2 separate regions of the Gossypium hirsutum genome follow, and region 2 is linked to region 1. A link is a contact called in public Hi-C data. All regions are on one chromosome and are shown on one strand. Each heading gives the region's core, a stretch centred on a gene start, on an enhancer-like site or on the middle of the called end of the contact. The rest is flanking DNA. Distances are from core to core; before and after follow the strand shown. Region 1 has its middle 11 kb from the start of LOC121206789. Region 2 overlaps LOC107888869 (a long non-coding RNA gene).

Evidence for each region. Hi-C and Micro-C count contacts between places; a contact is called where the count stands out from the background.
Region 2: a Hi-C map of leaf shows a contact between it and region 1, with 2.3 times the contacts expected there. The contact joins two enhancer-like sites. A contact is called at or near these places in 2 of 34 Hi-C or Micro-C datasets (hypocotyl and leaf).

Annotation. Positions count from the first base shown.
Region 1 is chrA09:51,595,274-51,601,217 of Gossypium_hirsutum_v2.1, reverse strand. No RefSeq gene overlaps it. Among protein-coding and RNA genes, the nearest start is that of LOC121206789, 11 kb to the left of the region's middle. Within about 2 kb of position 2,472, at least 9 of the 9 cell types and tissues checked have an H3K27ac peak or open chromatin away from gene starts, as enhancers often do. A contact at or near this core is called in hypocotyl and leaf, where this site is marked.
Region 2 is chrA09:51,667,413-51,673,356 of Gossypium_hirsutum_v2.1, reverse strand. It overlaps LOC107888869 (a long non-coding RNA gene), which reads left to right. Exons shown (of 2, transcript XR_001681528.2): 2 at 493-2,190. Among protein-coding and RNA genes, the nearest start is that of LOC107888869, 3.4 kb to the left of the region's middle. Within about 2 kb of position 3,731, at least 3 of the 9 cell types and tissues checked have an H3K27ac peak or open chromatin away from gene starts, as enhancers often do. A contact at or near this core is called in hypocotyl and leaf, where this site is marked.

The sequences.
Region 1 (5,944 bases), core at 1,223-3,722:
TCTAATTTAAAATTCAGGTAAAAAAGTTTAAAATGTTCTCCTCCTCCCTTTTTCTAAATTCAGCTCTTCATTCTTTTTAAAAAAGTGCCTCACCTTCCTCCCTTTATCCATTTAATTCTGTTCACCCATGTCTGTAGCCCCATCCTAAAAAATTCAAGCCTTTGAGGAACATCCCCTTACTATGATCCCAATTTTGATAGATTTCAACCTTGCACGAATCCTCCAATGTCTAAGCTGATTCAAACCGGAACCTAGAACTCTTAGGATGCCTCTCTCCCTAATCCGTACACAATAAAAGAGGATAATGATCAGACAAAGAATGAGGTTAATAACAAACAACATTAGGAAAAATTGTCCACTATGCCAAATTCACCACACCCCTACCCAATTTCTCCCTAATGTTGTTATGTGCAAAATTCCTCTGCTCCCATGTAAACCAAAGTCCTTCAAAACCTAAATCCTCAAACTAACAATCCAACAACACTCGCTAAAACTCCTTCATTCTTTTTTCATCACGCAACGCTCCCCCTTTCTTTTTATGAGAATAAAGGATCTCATTGAAATTCCCATATACTAACCATGACAAGCTTTGATCCTTACCTAAATCCCGAAGAAGGTGCCAAGATTCATTTCGATTCCTCGACTCTGGAGATCCATAAAATCCTGTCATCCTCAAGTTGTTATCATCATTCGTCCCTCGTATAGCAACATCAGCATGATTTTTTGAAAAACTTCTTAAGTGTAGTTCCAACTCAGCTTTCCAACCTAAACAAAGTCCTCCACTCGTACCCTCCACAGGAACATCAATACCATACACAAAACCCCCTATTCTGTACACAATTTCTATTTTTCCCAAATCCAACTGTCTTCATGAATAAGGCAACTTGGGGTTTATGAAGCTTCAACATTTGTTGTAGTCTCCTTGTTGCTCATGGAATCCCCAATCCACAAACATTCCAATACAAGAGCTTTATTGTTGCCAGTCAACTTGCCCCTTAGTGGTTGCCGATAAAATTGCTTGGTAAGCCTGTAGACGCTTACCCCTTTTCTCTTCAGAATCTAAGATCTCAAGAAATCTCTCAAAGAAAACATTCATTCTTTGTCATTTTTTTTCCATCCATCTCTCCAATCAAATCATTCTCCAAGTCATGTAACATCAGACCTGAAACCAATCTCGAAGGAGTACTCTCTTCCTGTCCAAAACCAACCATCAATTTTCCATCAAGATTAACCCCCAAAACACGATTTATACTATTTAGTGCATCAGAACCCCCAGTCTCTATGCGACTATTCCTTAACCAAACACTTTCAGTTGCTGCTGCAAGTCGTGCTGGAGGAGCTCTTAAAAACAATCATTATGACCCAAACACCACACAAGAAACAAAACATAGTAAGGCTTTCATATCTAAACCGAGCGTAGGAAAAAAAATTGGGAGACACTTAGATTTTTTTCCTCCTTCGTAATGGAGATCTGACACCAAGCAGCTCCCTAATATGCATAAAAAACTGATTGCCTCAACTTAGTTGTTGCCAATCATATTCCTCAAAGACCCCAATAAAGTTTCCCAACTATTTTACAACTGTCTTCGAATAAAACCCAGAGGGCAAATCATGGACTTGTACCCAGAAATGAGTGAAAAACAGAGGAACCAACATCAGGTCCTCCATCTCCTTCAACCTATGAAAACTCAGCAAATGATTATTGGAAGTCCAAGGCGCTCCTCTCATCACCTATTCAAGATCCACCTCATGAAAAAAATGAAATAAAAAGTCTTTTTCCCTTCAGATCTAAGATCTCAATTCCTCTTACAGGGTGCCCGAGATTTGCCAGAGTCTTTCGCATAGCCTGAAATTGAACCACGCTTGCAGTGAGAAAACATCCCACTAAACACATATCATACTGCGTATTTTTTCCTTTAGAAATTCCCCAAAATTGTAATACTTTCTCTTCCATCCCATCCGAAATATGCAACCTGCCTAGCTCCGTTTCCATCCTCAGACAAAACAAGACGAACAGGCTCGAAAAGAAACAAATAAACCCCTAGATCTATGAACGTAATTTAAAAACCCAAAAGCAAAAAAATAAAACTCTATTTTAGAGACGTGCAAAAGAGCAGACAATTTTTCCTTTTTGTTTGTTTGTTCGTTTGTTTTTTTTTTATTTGGTTTGTTAAAGCATAATTTTAATAGCCAAAGTCAAATTCTATATGCAATGAGGGTAAAGATCATTAAGGAATTAGCTTGAGATTCCTATCTATATCCAATAATTGGTTGATCTCTTTTTTGACATAGAATTCTTTCGTGATCCCTAACATAGAAAAATGTAGATAATTTTATGAAATTAGACATTAATGATAAAAAAATTATTCTTATTCCATAGAATGAGAGGTCTTGGTGGTGCAAGTGGGGTCTTTTGTAGAACAACAAATAGCAGGCCAATTGGGAATTTGAAATGGATATTTCCATAATGCACCATCTCTTACGGTAGTTTTCAAGTTAGGTACACAAATACGTCAAACAAGAAATGAATATGTGTGTGTGAATCTGTCAATTTCCCTTCAAACCCAAAATACTTTTGAATTTTGATATTTAATAAGAAGAAAAGAAGTCTTAATCGTTGGTACAATTGGTTGTGCTTTAACCTTTTTTTCATGGGTAGGATTGATTTTTTTTTTCTCATTAGAATCCCCTTCCGTTTGTTAGGATTCCTGCAGTATATTTGCAAACATCAGCCAAAGATTTTCTTCGGGTTCTCCACCAAGTCATAATCATTCTCCTTGTTTCATCTCTTGGGTAGGATGGTTGGCTGGTACGAATAAAATTTAATGAAAAATAATAGCTTTAATTGTCCAATTAAAACTAAGGATTATTATATGGAATACTAAGTTTGAAAAAGTAACATATGTCTTATTTATTTATTTTAAACATCAATTAATAGTTCATGATTATAGTTGTTTAAATCTTAGTGGTTGGATTAGGAATTAATTGGTATATTAGCTCATATAAAGGGGTTGAACTATTTGAAATATAGATCGCTCTAAATTGATTGAATGAAGATAAAAATTGGTTGAACTAACAACTAAATCAACTAATCTCGTCTTTAAAATTTTCAATAAAATTTTTTATTTTTTTAAATTTTATGATTTTAAATAATTTATTTAATTGAAACATGATCAACGATCAAATCGATTAGATTGAGAACTAATGACTTGACCAATTGAACCATTACTCTAATTCCAAAAACTATATACATAGCAACTTTTTAACTTCACTTATAAAATTAAAAAAATATCACTGAATCAAAAAATCATCCTAAAATTTCTAAAACTAATGGTGGATATGGAAAGATAATAAAATACTGGTGATGCGAGGTAAAAATAGAAACGAGTATAAAAAAATATTAATTTAAAAAGTTACGATATATTATTTATAAACTTTTTAGTAACATTTAACATCTATATTTAATTAAAAATATTGTTTTACACATTTATTTGAATATTTTAATTTATTAACCAACTTTTTTTAAAAAAATACAAAAACTAATTCTTAAATAATATAAATATATCTATTAAATCAATAAATAATTTTTTATAAAAAATTAGAAGTCATTAAATTAAAAATTAAAAATAAATAAAATATAAAAATAGATAATTGACCAAATTAAGTAATTTAAAATTTTAATTAAAAAACTAGTTAAAATGGAAAGGCTAAATGCTCTTAGGGCCCAATATTTCACAAGTTGCTTACATAAGGGTCAAACTTTTCAAAATATTCATATCAGCCAAGTTTTTAGTAAAAATTAGGTAAATGCTGACATGTTTAGAATAAAATACATGATCGCTTAATCAAATATTACTTCAAAAGAAAAAAAAAACAATAAACATAATTTGAAACATGATATATGGCATTTGAGAATGCCTTATTTGAAAACTTTCAACAAGGTTTGGCCCTTATTTGACCATTTTTAAATGTTTGGCCTTCATTTCAGCACATTTGTAAAATTGAGGCCCTTATATAACTATTTAAAAAGATTTGACCATTGTCACATCCCAAAAACCGGGTTAGAAGAAATCAGGTTAGTGAAACCAATAGTGGTTACGTCCTGCTTTTTGAGTTAAGATTGTGGAATATTTTGTAAAATAATTTAATTTGGCTCAATGGTTGAGTGTTGTGACTGTGTGTGTGAGGTTCTGGGTTTGAGTCTTTCCTTTAAAATTTTGTTAATTTTTGGTTCTATCCCTATTTTAGATCATTTGACTTAAATCTTATTTCTGTATAAGTTATAACAAAATGAGCTTGTTGGTTTAGTGCTATGATAATAACTTATCTTTAAGTCTTGTGTTTGAATCCTGTGTTGCGCAAATTTGGAATATTTTTGCTCTAGCTTTTGTTGGGAAGTAGAGTTCAATTAAAACTCTATAAGATCTGGTGGTTAAAATCCTTAGTTATTTTATTTTAAATTTTTTCCCAAATCCCTACTTTTTCTCACCCATTAACCGTCCACTTCTTTTTGCTTTTCACGTTCCTTTCTTTTCCCTTTTTTCTTTCACAATCTCCTTTGCTTAGTTTTCTTTTTTCTTTTTTTGTGGGTTTTGTTTCCAATTTTTGGTTCTGACGCATCTAAAGTTTACATTCTGTTGTGAACCTGCAGACTTAGGATCGGACGACGTGTGGTAGCTTCAATTGGTTACTAGCTTAATACATTTCAGGTGAACTACAGACTTAGGATCAGACGGCATGTTGTAGCTTCAATTGGTTACTAGCTAAATATATATGTTGGGTTATGTTTTAATTATTTTTGGATTGTAAATCTGTTTTGGGCTTTGCTCTTTGGTTTTTACGCTATTTGCTGGATTTTGGCATGTTAACGTTAAACTGCAAAACCGTATGATTTACCAAACTAAAATTCAGTTTTCAAAATTAAAAACCTGAAAATTTCTGCTGGAAAGATTAAGTAATCAGTTAAATGTTTTTCTATAAATAATTAAATGGTTTTTAATGAATGTTTGCCTTAGTTTTGGAAATGATATGCCAAAATTTTTATTAAAAAATACACGAGTTCGAATTTAAATTCTGGGTTTGAAATAAGTGTTTTCGGACTTTAGTTTTTTAGAGTTCTTCCAAATTTTGTGTTTTTCGAAACGTACACTAAGTATGACTAAATCAAAAGTTTTTGAACGGGTTAATGTAATTTCTCAAAATCCTATCATAACGTCTAAGCCTAGTTTAGGGAGTTACAACCCTTATATATAAGTAACCCCGAGTGTCACGGGGATAGACCTTTCGTCTCGTAATCTGTGCGGCCTTAGGCAATTTACACGTCCAAACTCGCCCAAGTCAGCCTTTACGCCGAAAAATGAGGATTCTTTAAGAACTCCTCCCAAGACACCAATTTGTATAGCGGAAGCGTTTGTGCCAAAAGAAGCTAAACGTAAGCAAAAGAAAGCCAAAGAAAGAATGCACACAAGGTGTTTGAGTAAATGCCCAAGAATTCTATTACTCTTAAGAATTCAACATACAATGGATGGTTTACAAATAAGGGGGAGGCTCTCTATTTATAGTTGAGCTCTCCCAGATCCGACGGTCAAGATACATTTACATCGATGGATGAGATTAACAATATCCCATAATTTAAGGGATTTACAAGATTTGTCTTATCAAATCTAATCTAATCTTTACAAGATATGATTCCCTTTATCTTTTAAGATTAGTTACCCAAAATAGCCTAAGTTGCCATATCTTCGCTATCGGGCCATCCAGGCTTCAATCTGACAGGCTTCTCCAACAATTCTTGGAATCGAGCCAGCTCTTGTGGGCTAAATGATCCCTATCTAATTGATCGACCTCCATGGGACGCCTCTTGTGCCCATGGTCACGGGCTAAGAATTTAGGACCGTAACATTCTTCCCCACACATTCACACAACACCCTCGTTGCGACTTCTG
Region 2 (5,944 bases), core at 2,482-4,981, 71 kb before region 1:
ATTTTCATGGGGAAGATTCAAGCATCTTGAAAACTAAACAATATGGATCTTTGATACTTAAGTTTGATTTGAGTTGTTAAGTTGTTTTTTTCCTTAAACTATTTAAGAACTTGAAAACTAAAAAATATGAGTCTTTGATGCTTTTCTCTATTAATCCCTGCTTCTTTGAATCCCTTTATGTTAATCATTTTTTAAAAATATTTATTTATTTATTTATTTTTTGTTTTCAGTAATTGACAGTGGTTTGAAAGTAATCTTAGATTAAAGGATTTTCTTCAAAAGCCAAATGTTTTCAGAATCGAGATCCAAGTTTTTTTTTAAATTTTTCTATTTTTGTAGATAAAATCAGCTTAAGAGGTGTTTTTTGATACCTCAAAAGCTTGAATTTTTATGGCTATCTTGGATTTAAAGGGGCTGCCTATTTTCAACAAAAACCTCCTTAATCCTTTTTTTCTGGGTTTTTGAAACATGTTCTTAAATTTTGAAAACCAGATTAGCCGCATTCATCTACGTACAAGTGGTACTTCAGCCAAGAAGTAATTGAGAACCACTCTCCATCTAGGAAGGACGGAATCAACCTTAAAAAAGAGGAGTAGTTGTGATGTCATATTGTTCTTTTCTTCAAAAGCTTGGACTTAAGCTTAAAGTGTAAGCGCAAGGGCTATGCCTATTTTGAAGTTCGTTACTAACTTGATGGGATGCTAATTGCTTTCCAATATATCATCAATTAGGTCCTTAGTTTTGCAGTTCTTAAGTTTTTTCGCATAATATTGCTTTTGAAGAATTAACTTTCATTTTAAGTTTTAGTATGTGTAACATTTTTTTAAGTGGTGATAAAATTTACTTGTAGACCTCAAGTAGCAATAGCATGTGTAATGATGTTGTGTCACCGGTTTTACATGCGCCAATCCATGCAAAGAAGGATTGACAGGTATATGCTTTAATTGTATTCCCCTGTTTTAATGCGTACTTGCATCTTTCTCAGTCTAAATATGGAACCATGTATTAATGGAAATGAGTGCTAATAGGGAAAAGATGCAATGATATGTACTTTTCACGAGGCCAGTTATCTGCATTCTTTGGAAGCAGAAATCACTAAATTCATATAAGAAATAAACGATTATACTTATAATATCATCACACGCTATTGTTTATTTTTGGATATTTAGTAGTTTTTGTTTAAAGAGAAAGTGTATATTTAGTTGTTCAAATCTAGAGGCTTGGTTTTCTCTTTTCTGAACATATCGGTGAAATTTGCAAACCATTGCAACTGTAAGCACATCTCTTTCATGCAAAATAGAGAGGCTAAACCTGCTCTTTGTTATCTATTTCAACTGTAAACCAACTTTACCTGTGGTTCATTTGTTTTTAAGATGTTATCTAGTGTTTGTAAATTCATTTTATTGCTTGGGATGTTGATCGTGTTTATATCGTTGTTTTAAACATTCTAACCATAGATGATGATTTCTTCTTAGATAGGCTAAACCTGCTCTTTGTTAATTGAACAACTTAATTGCATTTCTTCTTATTCAAATTTCTCTCATAATTGAAATCATGCAATTTAACTATTGTTTTTTCATTAGTGTAGTTGGTTCACTTTCAATTTATTAGACCCTTTTGTTTCTTGTGAAGATAGGTTGCCTTTGTAAAACTTACGAATTTCTTAATGCTTTTTCACCTTGCCTTGCTGAGTACCTTATCAATCCACCTTGGTTACAAGCTGAAGCAGGCACTTGATACCAATCAACAGTATAGCATCTTTTCCGCGATAGTTTGTATTGAATACATACCTGCTTCTGAATTTAGCTTGTTACAGGGATTGGATCTTCTAATAGGAGGAGATCATCAAGTTGTCATTCACACTCAAACATGTATTCATTTACTCAAGAAGATGATGGGTGTTTCAACTACATTTCAAGTGAGGCTGCTAATGTATAAACAATTTTGTTACCTTTCACCTTTCAATGCTTTAGTTTGGATCTTTGGAGTAAGGTGACAAAAGGGAAGAAAAGCAAGATGATATATTAACTTTTTGTATGGGTAAATGGGTGTGGTGGTGGAGTAATATAACTTTTTTGTATGTAATTACAGGATGATATATTGACATGAAGTATATCATATTAATATTGTCACTTTTTGTATATGTGTAAATGAGTTTTCTACTGTAATTGGACTCTTGAAAGTTGATCATGGTTTGTTATGTTATTTAGATGCTGAGATGATGGTTGGATTATGTTGGTACTATTTATTTAACAATATTTGTATTTTCATAGTAGTACTCTTTAACAATGTTAGTAAACAAAATAACTAAAACAAAAAAAAAAAACAAAAAAAAGGCAATTTTGATGCAAAAGCTTTATAGATCTAAACTTTTTGAAGGTTTTTAGGAAAATCAAAATGGAAAATATGAAAGAGGAGATCAAGAAAAACCCTTGGTAAAATTTAGGTAAATTCATGTTGGTGGTTGACGGTGACGAAAGGCAACAACGAGGACGGTGGTTTGTTGGAGAGAAAGATACGATGAAATGGGGGAGAGAGAGAGGACCAACAAAGATGAGGGAAATAAAAAAAAAATCTTTTAATATAATTTAATATAAAAAATAAAAAATTTAATATAAAATATTATTTCCAAATTTTAGAAAATATAAAAATAAAATATTTTAAATATTTTATTATAATTTAATATAAAAATATTTATATTAAAAATATTATTAAATTATATTTAATAAGAATCCTATTAAAGTTTAATATAACAATAATAATTATTATCAACTTAAAAAAATTCTGTTAAGGGTACTCCGGTCATTTCAATTTTTTCCTTTGTGCTATTACAATATTTGTTCTATTCAATCAAATGCAATAACACTATTACAGTTATATTTCATTCCATTCAATCAAACAATTAAATTACTAATTATAATTTTATTTTATTATAGTTCTATTCCATTACAACTTCATTACATTATAACTCTATTCCATTTCAATAAACCAAACATGACAAAAAATTAAGGTAGTAGAGGAAGAGAATTCGGGCTGAACAACTATAAATAATTTGTGCAACATTTTTTCTTTTTCTTTTTCATTTTTGAAGATTTTATAAAATTTTTAAAAAAATCAATTCACCCTCTTGATATTTTCAGGCCAAACAATTATTTATTTTTTAAATATGTTAATTAAAGCTAAATTGAATTGAAAAAGATATTAAACATAAATGATATTGAAAATTGATGAGATGGCACAATTTCACAGCCTAAAACTTAAATACTTTTAGGATCATATCAATTATTCTCGACAAATATTTTTAATTTATGAAAATATAAAATTATCTAAATTCATTTAAATTCATCAAAATTTAAAGTGATTCGAATTTAAAATAATTTATATTCAAAATAACTTAAAGAGTGAAATTATCTAAAATTATTTCAATCCAAAAATACCTAAATCTGAATTTAATAAATCCTACACCATCAAATTCTCCAAATAATATGAATGCAAAAAAAACATTAACCTAAAATAATTAATTAAAAAATAGTCTAATCAAAACCTACCCAATCAAGTCCGTTTGCGACCATTAGGCAGTGCCCAGTGATTGTCTGGATCTAAATTTGTTTGTGAGTAATTATTTATTTAGTTAATAAACAAATGGAGTTATTTTGTGGCCACGGTCCATGGACGCAAGCAATGTGGCCCAATTAAGTACGTGTAAGCCATATTCGCTGTTACGGAATAATCAGTAGTGGACCAACATTTTAGGAGGTTGCACTTGCGGCGCCTAATACCCGAGAATGGCTAGTGGGGCCTCAACTGGCCATTTTGACTTGTAAAAGAAAAATAAAAAATTTCAAGTTATTTTTCTTTTTCTAATTTTTACATTATTCTAATTTATATTATTTCAAATTTTCTTTTGAGGAACATAAACATCAGAGAAAAAAAATCCAAACTTTTAAGCACATAGCTCATACAATCTCGAACTACCTCGTCACCCTATCTTATTCGAACCAGGCAAAATCCACATTGCACTTTAGCATGCCAACAGTCAAAGGTTCCCAACCAGCCCTTCCCCCAACTCGCGACACTCCTGCCCGATCACCACCTTCACTAGTCACAACAAACACTCCCAACGACTGAAGCCAACAAAGTCGGAAATCATCAGCAGCTCGAACAATCGAGGCCATTCCAACATCCTTCCCTTTCCAAACCAAATAATTACGGTCGGACCATACAATCCAAAACAACACCAACACACAATGTAATTTGTTCAGAAGCTACCGAATCAGAAAGTCTACTACATAACTTAGCAACCGTCGTTTGACCAAAAGAAAAACTAGTAGCACTCAAAACAGCTTGCGCATACGGACAATACAGTAAAACATGATCCATACACTCTGCCTTACCATAACGGCTACACGAGGGGGACAACGGGGAACCCTTCTCATTCAAGCGAATCCGAGTCGATAAAAAGTGCCAAATACAACACCAAACAAAATCCTTTACCTTCAACGGGAGTTTACAATGCCATAACTTAGCCCAAACAATGTTCTCATCAAATAAAGCCTGATCCAATCGCATGTTAATTGCAACTCGGTATGCCAACCTCACACTATACCTTCTATTCGTACTAAACTGCCAAACTAGTTGATCCATCGTCGGAGTGTAACTAACTGGTATGCTAAGAACGTACGTAGTGCGTCATGTGGAGCCAAAATCCCTTCAACCAAGTCTCTGTTCCATGCACAATCATCAACTCTCAATAAACCAACGAACCTCAAATCTTTGGAACCTGCTAATGGAAGTGACTCAACATAGGAATCCATATCATCAACTAGCCATGGATCATGGAATATAACTATATCGCAACCATTCCCAACTTGCCACCGCATGACGTGAGAAATCACTTGTTTCGATGCCAAAATGCTTTACCACACAAATGAGAGATTACCACTCTCAGAAGCATCAAGAAAAGACCCGTCTAGGAAATATTTTTCTTTGAAGAAATGACAGGCAAAATAAGACAAATCCAAAAAAACAAAAAATCCCTTCAACCAAGTCTCTGTTCCATGCACAACCATCAACACTAAATAAACCAACGAACCTCAAATCTTTGGAACCTGCTAATGGAAGTGACTCAACATAGGAATCCATATCATCAACTAGCCTGTGTAATTGTTTTAAGAACTATTTAAACAATAATTTGTTCTTCCGATTCAGCAAACCACTACTTGATAGGGTTACTATACAAGTTTAAACTATATAAAATACATTTTTTCAAGTTTAAACCACCAATACATTTAGGGTTAGTACACTGAAAATGGCATTTAAAAAATTTAATAGCATTTATCATTATGATCAAAAAGTATTTTTGAGAAGATAACGTATTCATTTTAAATATGAAATTGTAAAGTAGAATGTTTAATAGGAGATAAAAAAATGGTTTTATTGGAAAACACTTTTTCAAAAAAAAAAACCTAAAAAAATCACCTTTTTAACATAAATAAAATCTAAATTTAAAATCAAATTTTGATTTAAAAAATTCTTTGTTTACCATTTTTTTATTTGGAATAATGGTTTGAGTTGAAAAGTTCCTTATAAATATAGTTCTATTTTACATTTTCGTATAAAATACATATATCATCATATTTATTCACAATGAAATTAATTTCATTTATTTACATTTAAATGTATACGACAAAATTAAAATTAAAATTTTATGTCTATAGATGAATTAGAATCAAAATTTTATAGGTATAATTGCACGAAATTAAAATTCACTTATCACATAACACTTTAAAAATTAACTATATTTAGATATACTAGACAATAAAATTTTTAACTTCACAAATAAAATTAAAAAATCGTGATACATGTTATCTACATATTTTTATTTTTTAAAATACTAATTAAAGACATATCACAACTTCCTAACTAATTTATGAAATTATAAACT